Linked DNA regions of Mus musculus: all the other regions are linked to region 3. A link is a contact called in public promoter capture Hi-C data. All regions are on one chromosome and are shown on one strand. The core of a region is the stretch at or near the end of the contact, and the rest is flanking DNA. Distances in the headings are between cores, read along the strand shown.

Evidence for each region. Promoter capture Hi-C pulls out the DNA fragments that hold promoters and counts their contacts.
Region 1: a contact with region 3 is called in a promoter capture Hi-C map of pre-B cells, with 4 times the contacts expected there. The contact joins the promoter of Tor1aip2 here to the promoter of Glul in region 3.
Region 2: a promoter capture Hi-C map of pre-B cells shows a contact between it and region 3, with 4 times the contacts expected there. The contact joins the promoter of Rnf2 here to the promoter of Glul in region 3. A contact is called at or near these places in 1 of 39 promoter capture datasets (pre-B cells) and 1 of 115 datasets of contacts at active chromatin or transcription factors (large pre-B cells).

Annotation. Positions count from the first base shown.
Region 1 is chr1:156,033,739-156,038,237 of GRCm38.p6, forward strand. Tor1aip2 (torsin A interacting protein 2) reads left to right here and starts at 1,926. Exons shown (of 7, transcript NM_172843.4): 1 at 1,926-2,370. Tor1aip1 (torsin A interacting protein 1) reads right to left here and starts at 2,742. Exons shown (of 10, transcript NM_001160018.1): 1 at 2,020-2,742; 2 at 1-62. The coding sequence starts at 2,497.
Region 2 is chr1:151,499,075-151,503,531 of GRCm38.p6, forward strand. Rnf2 (ring finger protein 2) reads right to left here and starts at 1,917. Exons shown (of 7, transcript NM_011277.3): 1 at 1,645-1,917.
Region 3 is chr1:153,897,458-153,901,841 of GRCm38.p6, forward strand. It overlaps Glul (glutamate-ammonia ligase (glutamine synthetase)), which reads left to right and starts at 2,472. Exons shown (of 7, transcript NM_008131.4): 1 at 2,472-2,602. It overlaps Gm38440 (a long non-coding RNA gene), which reads right to left and starts at 2,319. Exons shown (of 2, transcript XR_387481.3): 1 at 2,138-2,319; 2 at 1-1,293. It overlaps Mir8114 (microRNA 8114), which reads left to right and starts at 2,469; the gene lies at 2,469-2,579.

The DNA of each region.
Region 1 (4,499 bases), core at 676-3,175, 2.1 Mb after region 3:
TGTTCTAAGAGTTTTCTTTGAGGCTGTTTGGCTTGTAACAGGTCGGGAAGAAGGTTCATCCTCTACAGCACCAACAAGAGGTAAAATTCAAGTTAGATGACCTGGGAGAGACCATGGCACACAGTATGCATATTTACCAGTAATCTATACAGAGAGATGCAAGTATTCAACTTCTCTAGGTTCAAAACTTGGGAATTAAACCAGTTAGAAATCCTATTAAGACAGAGTATGATGAGGGCTGGGGAGAGTTCAGTGTTTACGGGCATTTGCTGCTCTTTCCGAGGACTTCCGAAGTCCAAAAGGCTTACGATATTCTGTAGCTTCAGCTCCAAGGGACCCAACACCATCTTCTGGCTTCCAAGGCTACCTGTACTCACGTGCACATACTCACACAGGTACGTGCAGCTGCAAACCATGGAAGTGAAACAACATACAAACCACTACTTGTTGCTTTACGACAAAAATGCTACTTTAGCAAGTTAAAAGGTTAGGCCCTTGGTCCTGTGAAGGCTCTATGCCCCAGTGTAGGGGAATGCCAGGGCCAGGGAGAGGGATTGGATTGGTTGGGGGGGGGGGGGGATATAGGGGAGTTTTCGGAGGGGAAATGAGGAAAGGGGATAACATTTGAAATGTAAATAAAGAAAATATAAAAAATTAAAAGGTAGGTTCAAGAGTCAGGTAAAAGAAATGTTTAAATCCTCTAAAAATGTATAAAAGGTAAACTGAATTTAGGTGCAGGAGGCTCTGTGGGAAAGTCAATAAAAAGTAACAGTTACATTGCCTCCCATGTGCAAACACTGTCTCAGTTTCTGAGACAGAATTAACACAAGTACCTAAATTTCGACCAGGCATACATGCGTGACAGGTTCCTTTTTTTTTCTCCCAACTTTGCCATCTTAAAAGAAATGCTGACATGTATAAGCAAATAAACTGTCTCCTTACATCCAAAAGAGCATGCACATCTCTAGCATAAAGTTTCCCAAATGAACAGATCTTCAAGTGTGTCAGGACTTTAAGGGCAAGTAGGTAAATCTGCAAGCCAGTTTACTGTGCTCTAAGCTTTAAATCCACTCCTGTTCAGATGCATCAAATGTATTAGGGAGGCCATCCCACTGTGACTCTAACCCTCAGAATTTTACCTCATAATTAGGTGACTGACATGGGGCTTACTGGAACCACCTGTGACTCAGTTATATCCGAGTGCAGGGAATAAGAGGATGGCTTGAAGAATTTGGTTCATCTGTGTGACTTAACTAAAACTATAGTACACACCCTGTTGGCATCTGGGGCTTCATATATAAGCTTTACTAATAAATAGAACCTTGTTTTGTTTCAGTAGTTTGTCAGTCTTGACTTGTTTAGCTACTTAAGATTACCGTGATGGCCTCCAATCTGGGGGGAAAGTCTGGCAGAGACCAGACTCTGTATTTGGAGTAATGTCACCAACCCATTCATTAAAGTCAGCTACTCCTCGTAGCATCCGCCTAGAAATGATCTCGTTTTCCCAATCTTGGTGAAAAAAAAAAAAAACGAAAGAAACCGACTGGAAAGTTAACTTAAAAACAGGATTTTCAGCTGGGGACTTGGGGCCCCCGAGATTTAAAAAAAAAAAAAAAAAAAAAAAAAAGGAAATGGAAGTGGCTTCAGTAGAAACTTCAGAGGACGGAAATGAAACCGAGCGCAGAGTAGTTTGGGGCTCCGACAATGGCTTAGCCGCCGACCTCTAGCAAAAGCCTACAGAAAGAGGAGACCTAGACCCCCCAAACTGAAGCTCCAGGACTAGGCAGAGCTGCCCGCCTCCGCTCGGGTCACTTCGCACCACCACCTTCCCGCGCGGCCCACTGCGTCCTTCCCTCTTGAGGGTCCGGGTGGACTCAATCCGGGAGTGCGCGCCCAAAGGGCCGCAGAAATCACCAGGACCCAGGCGGGGCCGGAGCGGGGCCGGCCTCCACGGGGGCGCGCCTGCCGCCGCGTGCCCGCCGCCGCGCGCGCTCCCGAGCCCGCAGCCGAGACTGTTACCTTCGCGGTCCTCACTGGAGGACGGAGAGTCCCGTAACCCTCGGCCGCTCGTGGCCGGAGACAGCTGCGGCTGCTGTGAGTGCTGCTCAAGGCGAGCAGACCTCCGCGTCTTCATCTCCTCGGCTTCCTGGGCTCGCCGCTGCCTCCGTGGTCGAGAGCGAAGGTTGTAAGCGCTTTCTCTCACTTCCTCTCCCGCAGAAGCCGGCCGGAACTTTTCTGGCGGGGTTCGTCTCCCCCCCGGAGACCTTTCTTTGGCCGCCCGGGGCTCGAAGTCGCCGTACACTTCTGCCGGCTCCTCTGAAAACCTCACTTCCCGTCGTCCGCGGCGCGACGGGTGAGCTCCGTACGCAGGCGCGTCACTGCTGTCGCCATTTCGCGGGTCGAGCCTCCGCCTTCCCTCCCGGATGGGGGCTCTGGGTGTGACGTAGATGGCCCAACCTTCTCCGGGCCCCTCGGCCTGCCACCTTTCTCCCGCCATAGTTGTTTACGTAGCTGGTAGTCGGTTCGTGGCGATAGATTGGCCGCAGATAGATTCCGCTGCGGGTAGTGGCGATGGCTTCGGGGAGGTTGTCGCAGTGGTCAGGGAGGCAGTTGAGAGTCGCCGGGGCCGCCGCCTGCGTCCTCGCTCGTGTGCCACCAACCAGCCTCCAGGCCCATGGTGTGTCCTGAGGGCTGTCGGAGAGGCAGTGCCCGAGCTGGGTCAGCTGCTGCGGGTCACTCCCGCCTCCTGGCTGAAGGCACCAAAGAGGAGGAGAAGGGGGAGGAGGACGTCTCTGTCCTTGGCCTTGGAGGGAAAGGTGGGGGCGACCAGGAGGTGGTAGGACAAGTGGCCTGTGCCAAGCTGCTGATGGCCAGTTGCCCACCACCGGGGGCGCTGGTCCTGGCTCCCAGAGGCTTTGGGAAAGGGCAAGTTTCAGTCCTTGATCCCAAGCTGTTGCGCAGTTCCCCTGCTACTTTGGCCACTCCTTTTCAAATGTCCCTGGGAGGAGAAATGATCAGAAAGGCAATTCTGCATGTCATCTTATGGCGAAAATTATAGTTTCATGGACCTTTATGAAATTGCTTTTACCCAGTTTAAAATTTTTATTCACCTGTTGACCCTTTAAAATTGTGTTTAGTTACACTCTTGGGGTGTGTTTCCATTTTTGAGTCGTAGCCATATCAACCATATTCTTGAATTTTCACGTGAATGGTATACCAATAAGCTATACCCTAGCCCTAAAAAAAAAAAAAATCGATTTTGAGTTTTTATTTGGAAGCCACATAACAGTGATTTTGAAAAAAAACTTAAAAGTATTTGCCTTTTTCCAGTATTTTAAATAATGACCTTAAGTTGTTACTCAAACTTAGACAAATTCCCAGTTACTAGAATTTTCACAAATAGTCTATAAATTTGGTCAGCAACACAGATGACTCAAGAGTCATGTTTGGAGCTTCATTTAGCATTGTTTATTAACTACAAAGAAGGGGAGCCATAAGGAGACAGCTGCCCTTTTTTTAAAGATGTGTGTGTGTGTGTGTGTGTGTGTGTAAGTGAGTGAAAGGAGGGAGGGAGGGTGATCTCTGCCTGTCCTGGAACTGTAGACTAGACTGGCCTCAGCCTCACAGAGATCAACCTGCCGCTGCTCCCCAAACGCTAGGATTAAGGGTGTGGGCCACCACACTTGGTAGCACTTTTTTAGAAAACAAAACTTAAGGAAAAACGAAAGTGATACTCATTCGTGGTAGCCTGAAAACTGGGTGTGGCTTTTTTTTTTCTACAAAACGCTGAGAAGTACTGATAACTTGGTAATGTTTGGCTTGTGTCTTTTCCAGTAATGCTTTGTTTGTAAAGTGCCTATTTACACAGTCAACAATCACAAAAATTCTTTAATAGATGTACAGCAGTGAAAGGATATAAATTTTTGTAGTGTTTATATTCTAAGCTCATAAGGCAGTGTGTGCAACAGATGACTAAAGACACCTGGGTGCTGGCTTGTTAAACTCTGGTTTGAAGGATACATGAAAAAGAAAGTGAAGAGGTTCTATACATAATTGGTCAATCAGAGAAAATGAGAGGTTACAAAGATTATTGGATAATTGGCATGTGCTTTGTTTTGTAATTAAAAGTACTTATAAAGTAGTTTTATGAGTGGCTTTTTCAAAGAAAAAATAAGGATGTTAAAGTTTAGAGGCAGTTAACTTCGCATTTAACATAGATTTGCTTAGGATTTTTCCCTCTTGCCTAGGTCATAGGTATGTGTCATCTTTAGAAGCTGTCACCCACACCTAACAACTTTGCAAAAAACAAACTTGGATTACTATGAGTTAAAGCCAAATTCTTGTCAAACCAGATATTCTGCTGTAGGTGTTTTCCAACCTCTTTTGAGCCAGCCTTGAATATATTCTAAAAGATTATTATAGACAGTAGATTCATTTCCAGTATTATAAGAGATCTTTCTGGGCCATGAGTGTGACGATCTGAGCTTTGAACTTAAAAC
Region 2 (4,457 bases), core at 667-3,166, 2.4 Mb before region 3:
AGTCTTCATCTGAACTACTGCCCTGTCCCTTCCACACGAGGGATTTAGAGAAATAAGTAAACTTGGAGAAAGTAAAAACCCATATTTGGTGTGATACCTAACAACTGGAGTGTTATATATTTATCAGTTATTTTACTAAATAGATTAGATGTTACCATCAAGTCTTTAAAAAAGGATACCTGTTGATTGTAGCAAGTAGAGATTTTAGAGGGCAAAGAGGTATATCCAGGAGTAATATTGTTGCCGTTTAAGTTCTTTATAAATCAGAGGTTAAAAGTTCAACTTAAGACACAAAATGTAAGACAGCTGTGTTGAATGTCTATAATCTTGTCACCAGGGAAGCTGAGACAGGAGGATTGCCTTAAACTCAGTATCGAGTATGAGGCCAGCTTGCCTGGACAATACTGAATGGGTCGCTGGCAAAAGTAAATAAATAAAAATAAAATAAATCTCAAAATACTGAATGGGTCGCTTGCAAAAGTAAATAAATAAAAATAAAATAAATCTCAAAACCCGACATTTGCTTTATTAAAATATTCAACAATTACAAATAATTAGATACCAATTCCACTAAGTACTCCAGTTGATTATCTCGAAACTATCAAAAAATAATTGAATGCAAATGACTTATGGTACTTTTAATTAAAATATGGCTTAAATTACTTGACACTATGCCTTCCTTTTTTTTTATTTCAAAAGAAATAACCGCATACCAAATACTTAAAAGCCTAGCTAAGCTTTTTCACACACCGTGTAGAAAGTCTGACATTTCCACAACAAGTCACAAGGCATACAAACTTCCGACAGCTTCTTTAAAAAGACACCCAACGGGGCTTCGGGGACATGAATCGGTAATCTGTTCCGGTGGGCAAAAGCAAAGAAAGGAACCTCAAAGTTTCCAAGACCGACCTTTTTTTTTTTTTTTTTTTTTAAACCAACAACAATATCTCTGCGAGTATGAAGGCGACTTCTGAAGCGAGGAAACGATTCTAACAAGGGCCGGGACTCGGGAGCCGACAGGCAGAGGGAGTGGACCAAGGATTTCGGCAAACACAGCCCGGGGTCAAAACGCGAAGCAGCTCGAACCCACGGAGTCGCCCCCTCCCCCAACACCGCCTCCAGGGTGAGCCCGTGGCTCGCGGAGGCGGCAACAGATACTCCGGGGCAGGCGGCGGCTCTCCAGGAATGTGGGGCCGAGAGGGGATCCCGAGCCCACCCCGGTGCCAGGTCCCAAAGGAGAGCTGTCGGCCCGGAGCGCCCCTCCCCGCCCCCACGGCGCCGACCTCCGGGCCCCGCGAGCAAGCCCAGGGCTAAGTTCTCCCAGCGCTCCGGTGCCGCCCTCGAGGCCCCGGCCGCCGTAAGCCCAGGGCCGCGCGGGTGCGCTTCCCCGAAGGGCTCCGGACGCTTCGCCAGCCCGGTGCTCACGGGCCGCGAACAATGAGCCCTCCCGGGCGGGCCGCGAGCGGCGGAGCGAACGGCCGGGGGCGGCGGCGCCATCGCCTCACGGCCCCTCGCGGCCGCGGACACACACACACACACACACCCCCAGCCCCGCCGCCGCTCGGGCCGCGGCCCGTTCCGGGTGCCCCTGCCCCAGCCCGCCGCCCTCGCAGACGTCGCCATCCCCCTCCCTGCCTAGCTCACCGGCTCCTGCCCCAGCCCGGGGGTGCGCTGGCAGTGGCCGGAGCGAGACTCGAGAATCAACCGCCGGCGCCGCCGCACAATATGGCGAGTCTCGGCTTCCGCAATGGAGCTCGGGAAATACAACAGGGGCCGCTCAATATTCATGAGAGACTGGGGAGGGGGGAGCCGGCTCGGCCGGAGCTGCGGGGAGGGCGGGAAGGAGCGAGCGAGCGAGCGAGCGAGCGAGGAGGCGGAGGCGCGGGACGCGGACGCGCACCGCGCGGGGAGGCCCCTGGCGTAGGGGAAGGGGCGTGCCTAGTGCAGGCCCGGACCGCCGGGCCACGCCCACACCCTGGCCCTGGCTCCGCCCCCGCCCGTGGCTACAGCTCGCCAGACGCCCCCAGCGCCGGCGCAGCCCCCAGCCAACGCCTGCTGACTTGGGCGTCTTCTTTCTGTCTGTTTCCCCCGTCCTGGAGCCTTTCTGGGCCTGTCTGAGCCCACAGGTTGCGCCTTCCCTCCCGCTGCTGAGGTTTCGATTTGGGCTTCCAGCCCCTGACTTCGTCCTCGTCCTCGTAGTCATCCCAGCCCAAGTAAATCCTCAGGGTTTCTGCTGCAGAACTTTCCGGACTTTGGATCTCTAAGGCATACAAAGCCAGCAAGATCTAAGGAAAGTGACCTTCAACTCTGGAAATAGGCGCTTGTTAGTACGTCCCTAATGATCTCCTTGCTACTCTTTATATCGACCTCCTTGACGCTTTCAGTGTTCTGAATTTGAAAATATAAGTAGCCATAGATAGTTGTCATTACCACCACCACTACCCAAAAAAATAGCCTGCAAGTTGTCACTCGGTAATTCCTGCATTTAACTTTTAAGTAACACGTAGGAAAAAAAGTTCCCTAACTTCAAAATGTTTCATTGGTCATGGTCTCTTGAAAGGATAATCAAGAATAGCAGATGATAAATGGGAAGGCACTTAATTTGCACTGCACTGAAATTGGGCGAGGTGGCTTATAGCTTCCAGTAACGTTATTATGGAATTCCTTTTCTGTGGCTTAAAATTTTCTTACTTATTGTATTATTCGGGGTTTTCTATAGAAACAACTAATAGAATGCATATATATTAAATATATTCAGCATATAGAGAGGGGGGATATTAAGTATATGCAATATAGAGAGAGGTGGGGTGGGTATTAGAGTGGCTTACAGGCTGTGGTCTAAGCCAACAGTACTGTCTCCAAACTACAAGGTGAAGAACCTAGTAGTTTTAAGCCCTTGGTGCTGGCTGTGTCAGCGGGTCGTTGGCCTATGTTGGAATCCAAAGAAGTGTTTTTTAATATCAGTAAAGTAATGTCTCAGCATCAGATCTTGCTGGCGAAAGCTTTCTACTCACCCCTTCCTTTTTTGTATGCTACCACAGAAGGTGTGGCAAAGAGTTCAGATGGGACTTCAAGGCTTGAATGATCCAATCAAGAAAACATTCACGAGTGTGCTCAGTTGTTTGGTGTTTTGTTAATCCCAGATGTGACCAACCAGGATTGGTGCTCACACTTACTGTCCACTCTAGCAATTTAAAAAGCCCAAGGTTAAACTTTTCCCGGGATGTGAATCAAAGCCAAAATAACCCCGAGTGTTGTGTTCCTCCATCCTCTGGAGACGGGTAGTCTGGAGCAGAAACACTGACCTTCCATCAAAGCGGAATGTTCATAATTGAGAACTCTTTGCTCTAGTTCAAACGCTTCTGGAAATCGTGATGTGTAACTGCTTGAAGCCAGTCAATCAGTGTTAAGGAAGGCCGTCATTTATAGGGAGCACAGAAGATACAGGTAAATCTAATATCCTATTTAAAGGGTCACAGTAGGATTGTCTTTAAAGAAGAAAACGTATGGGATATTTAGATTAAAAATTATTTAAAAAGTTAGACTTTGGGCTAAAAATCCTTTAGTACAAAGATACTTCTAACAAATCAGTGTGACTTCATCTATTTTACCTCTTCACTGGCATGAGACCAGTCTGCGGTGGCCCACACCTTTAATCCAAGCACTCAGGAGGCATAGACAGATGGATCTCTGTGAGTTCAAGGACAGCCTGGTCTACAGAGTGAGTTCCAGAACAACCAGGGCTACACAGAGAAACCCTGTCTGGAAGAAAACCAAAAAACTTGGAATGGATCATCCTAGATTGGCTTAAACAGGAAAGTTATGTTCTGCCATTTGGTAAGAAATATTTCTAAAACCTTTAGATTCAATACAACACAGGTTTATCGCCTGCTCATCCTTAGTGATTAATTAGAATCAAAATCACTGTTCCAGTCTCTCTGGAAACCAGATTGACAGAGACCTCAATCTCTTAGCTGTAGCCCTTGTGTTAGTCAGGGACCTCTAGAGTAACAGGACTTATAGAATGAATCTCTCTCTAGAGAGAAATGGAATTTATTATACTCACTATGGCTATAGTCCAGCTAACCCAATAATGGCTGCCTATAAATGGACTGTCCAAGAGTCTAGTAGTTCAGTCCACAGGGTGGGATATCTTAGCTAGTCCGTAGTATACGCAGGAATCCCAAAGACGTGGTCTCCAATGCCAGTGAAGGAATGGTTTTGCTAGCAATGCAAGAGCAAGCAGGCAAAGAACAAAAACTTCCTTCTTCCATGTGCTTGCAAAGACTTCCAGCAGAAGCTGTGGCCCTGATTAAAGAGGCCTCTTCCCAGATCAAAGATCCAGATTAGAAGTGGATCTTCCCACTTCAAATTAAGCAAATACCCCTCCATTTTTGGTTTTTGTTAGTTCCAGATATAGTCAAATGGACAACTAAGAATAGCCATCGATGCACCTG
Region 3 (4,384 bases), core at 1,222-3,721:
ACACTATTCGAGGGCTACGGGAGAATAAGCAGCCAAGGAGGTTAACATGTCTAGGAAGGGAAGCGGGCACTCACATGGCAGAAACACAAGAAACCCATGGAAAACAGCACATGTGCTCTGGAATATTGCCCTTTCTATCGTGTTCACTGCTCCCATTGTGGAGCCTGGTGAGGAGTGCTGAAGGCTGCCCTGGCTGATGACCGGCAGCTGCCATCTGGAATTCACTATCTCCTAACATAAGAACAACATCTCTCCCTTCTGACAACCCCTTTTCTAACCACCTAAGCTGAAGAGTTAAAAGAAGAAATGGGAAGACAGCCGAGCCCATTGTTGCTGAGTCTACACCTTACTTCCTTAAGTAATGGCGCAGCTCACTACGGAGGCAGAAAGCTGCATCACCCGAGTGGGCAGGGGGTGGGGGGTGGGGGGGGGTGCAGTGCCAGTGCCACAGTGCCGTTGGTGGGTCCTCTCTTCAAAAGAATGAGGGTCCCGGAGTTCATCTCCAGCAACCATGTAAGAAGTCATCTGCAATGCAGGTAACTTCTTCAAGCTGTGCAGAGGCAGATCCAGAAAGATCCCTGGGAGTCACCGGGCAACCAAGTTAGTTAAGTTGCAGTTACAAGTTCAATGTCAGACCCTGTCTCAAAAAAAAAAAAAAAAAGTAGAGGGTGATAGAAGACACCTAAAGTCATCCTCTGACCTCTACACATATGGATGCAGTGTATAACACACACGTGCATGTGTGCATACATGCATGCACACACAGAGTAATCATGGAAAGAAACGACTCAGTCTCTTCAGATTATATTGACCTATGAGATGACATCGTCTTCCTAACACTCCTCATGTTCCAGGTCCCACTGTCATCCCCGCTACAAATGCTAAGACAGAGCTTGTGTGGCTACTAATTTGGCTACTACTCAGAATGAACTTGGGTTTGCCCGACGTGAAGCCCCGCTGTTGAACAACCTCATGGTAAAACGCTTCACACAGTACTGACTAGGACACAGAATTTGCAAGGTGCCTTTCTGGTCCAAAGCCTATTCAAATCCCCACCTGTGGGGCATGCTGCTTCTGTGAGCCACTGTGTCAGACACACTCAGGGGAAATTGACAGAGGTTGACCTAACAGGCCGAGCTATGTGTGTGGGGTCACAGGCAACCTTTCTTTTTCATATTTGTGGTGCATACACAGAAGCAGAAGCACAAACTTCATCCCTTCCTCTTCCAAAGGCACTGAGAGCGTGGGTTTCTGGCATCTAGAGAGAAAACTTCATCTCGAATGCCAGAAGTCCTGAAAGATAAAGCCCAGCCATGAGGTGGATTTCATGTACTAGAAAGAGACTGCTCAGAGCATAGCATTAATAACAATATATGGGCCACGTCTATTTTTTTACAGGTAAATTCTGTGCACATTTTCAGCTTGTCTCACTACAGTATTCACACACTATCTCAGCCATCACTGCAGGGTTAAGAAAGGAAAGAGAAAACTCTCATTCCCTCTCCCCCAACACACACACACAGTTAAAAACAACTTGGGAAGCAAAGCCAGGGGTTCCCCCCACCCCTCTTGCTTTTTTGTTTGTTTTCTCTGTGAAACCCTGGTTGTCCTGGAATTCCCTCTGTAGAGAAGACTGGCCTCGAACTCAGGAGACCCACCCGCCTCTGCCTCCTGAGTGCTAGGATTAAAGGCGTGTGCCACCCCCGCTTTCCCTCCTGAGTGCTAGGATTAAAGGCATGTTGCCACCCTGCTTTCCCGGTCAACTGCTCTGAAAGTCCTTCCATCTGCTTTATTTTGCAGATCCAAGGAAAGGCTGAGAGACGGGAACACACACACACAAGGCAACATCAAATAGACTATGGACGTCCAGAATCCTCTTTATAGAAACATCACACTTGTGTTTAAACCGTGAAATCACAGTCTGACCACTTCCCCCAAATCCACTCAGGAAACCAGGAAGATAGGGTCCTCCAGGTTCTGGGAATCGTGTTTCTCTCTCTCTCTCCCCGCGCCTGATCAGGGCTCCCTGCCTCTCCCCAGCCCAACCCGTCCCCAGGCTCGCTCAACAAACAAAGGGTAAAATTCTCTTCTGGGGTTCTGGATTTTCAGTGACAGATCTCCTCGAAAACCTCTGTACCGTTAAGGAAGCAAAGAGCCGAGGCCAAATGACTCTGAGGAAGCCTCAGCCTGGGTCCGAGGGTCCAGAGGTCGCTTAAGAACGCAAGCTGCAAATGCATCCTGCACCTTCGGCCCTGGCCCTCCTCCAGCCGCCGCTGCCTCCCCTCCCCCACTCCCCTTTCTCTTTCTTTCTTCTGGGTCTCGCTCGCCCCACCCTGAGGCTCCCGCACAGTTCCTCGGCCAATGGCCTCAGGGCCCCGGCGCGCAGCAGCTGATGGGCGCGGGTTTCCTGGCCTAGGTCAGCCAATCAAGGCGACTGGGGGCGGGCACAAGCTGTCAATAAAAAGTACCGAGCAGCCAGCGACCCTGCAGAGCGGAGAATGGGAGTAGAGCAGAGTGTCTGAACAGCACGCTCACCCATCTCCTCTCCGCCTCGCTCTCCTGACCTGTTCACCCATCCATCATCCGGCCGGCCACCGCTCTGGTAAGCGCACGGAGGGTCCAGGAATGTACGGCCGCCCGGGCTGTGGGGTCGCACTCTACTTCCCAGCTCCAGTCAGCTGCTGTACGGAGCGGGATGCAGCGCTCGTGCCTCCCGCGTGTTTGCAGCGTGCGGCCCGGGCCGGCTCTGCTTGGTGTTCCTAGGACGCGCTGTGAGCCAAGCTCCGGGAAGGGCGGGGTTGCGGGTTGTTTTGATCTGTTCTATACTTGCGGCCGGAGGCGCCGCCCCGGGAGGCAGGCGCCGTTGGCTGGGGTTCACGCTGAGATGGGGGCTTTCCGGTGGTCCCAGCGGGAGAGGGTTCTTGCCTTAGGTGGGCGCAGGCGCCTTGATCCTCTCTTCCTGGCGGCGCATTTGGGGGGCGTCGTCACGCTGTGGGTGGTCTGGTTGAGGATGGTGGTCCTAAGCGTTGATGGCACCACTCCCCAGCTCCCAACGCCGTGTCCTAGGCCTTTACCATATGACCGAACAATGGAGAGCCGGAGCCCCGGAGTGGCCGGCGGGCTCCGCAGTGGAGAGGCCGCGCCAAGCGGAGGCAGCAGCGGCGCGCTGTGCCTCCCGCGGTCGCCCCACTCTCGCCACCCGGCCTCTACCCTCGCCGGGGTATGGCCCCCTGGGAGAGGCCTTGAGATCTACGCGGGCCCGAGGGTCGCGGCACCGACTTTCCGGACATTTTAGTGGGAAGGCTGCTTTCAAAGTGGATTGCCCCAACTCCTCCGGGGGCGGGAAGCGGGGATCCTCCCCCAGCCGCAAATACTCAAAGAAACCAACCATTGAAGACGTAGAAGATGGAGATTCTCGGTCCTCAGAGTCCCCTTCTAATACTTTAGGCTTCGTTGCCTACTCTGTGAACTCCGGGGAGAAGTCGAGGGTTAAGATTAAATCGCACCCGTCTTATTCCAGCACCTCCCCCTCCGAACGGTCTGGGTCCCCCACTCCATCGCCCTCGCCCAAAAAGCTCCGTTGCTTAGACCAGCGAGAAATCGAGAACGAGGAGAGGCATGAACACTGCTCTAAAAAGAGGAGGTCTAGAGAGTACAACCCCAGTGCATTTGATTCTCATTGGCTGGGGTGAGTAAAAGTCAGGGCGAAGGACCCCGGGTGCATCTGGCAACCCGCAGAAACTACTCAGAATTTTAAGAACCCATTCCACTTTGCACTACAGGGACACCAGTTGGTGCTATCTATGTACACTAGGCTGCTGGCACCCAGCTGGTCTCAGGGAACCAGGGCCAGAGGAGGAACTCAGGTTCCCCTAACAGTTCATTAATGCTGGATGTGTGTGTGTGGGGGGCGGGGGGCACGGCAGAGGAGGAAAGCTGATGAGTGGTGTAAATTGAAGCCATCTAGAATTACAATCCGGGCCTCTAAGTGGTGTAGGCAGAGGCTTTGGTTCTGCATCGGACTTGACAGCAGAGGCTCATCTGTTCCCCGGGGGAAGGGTGAGGCTTTTGGAGGGAGAGGCAGTTGTTTTCACTTGGGCAAACATGGACGGTTGCCCATAGAAACTTTGCCACTGTACTTCAGAAAGTTGCCCAAGTCATTGGAGGAGAACAATATGTTCCCTCTCCAGCTATCCGGGGAGATTAGGGAGGGAGGGGGGCATTTCCTCTTGTGTTTTGAGGCTGGTTTTTTGTAGCCTCACATTCATCGAAGATCTTGCCCCGACTCCTGTGGCTTGTAAACTTAGAAGTGGGATTTTTCTACGTACCAGAAAATATTATCCGGTGGGATCGTCAAATACTGTTAATTTTCACATTGAAATCT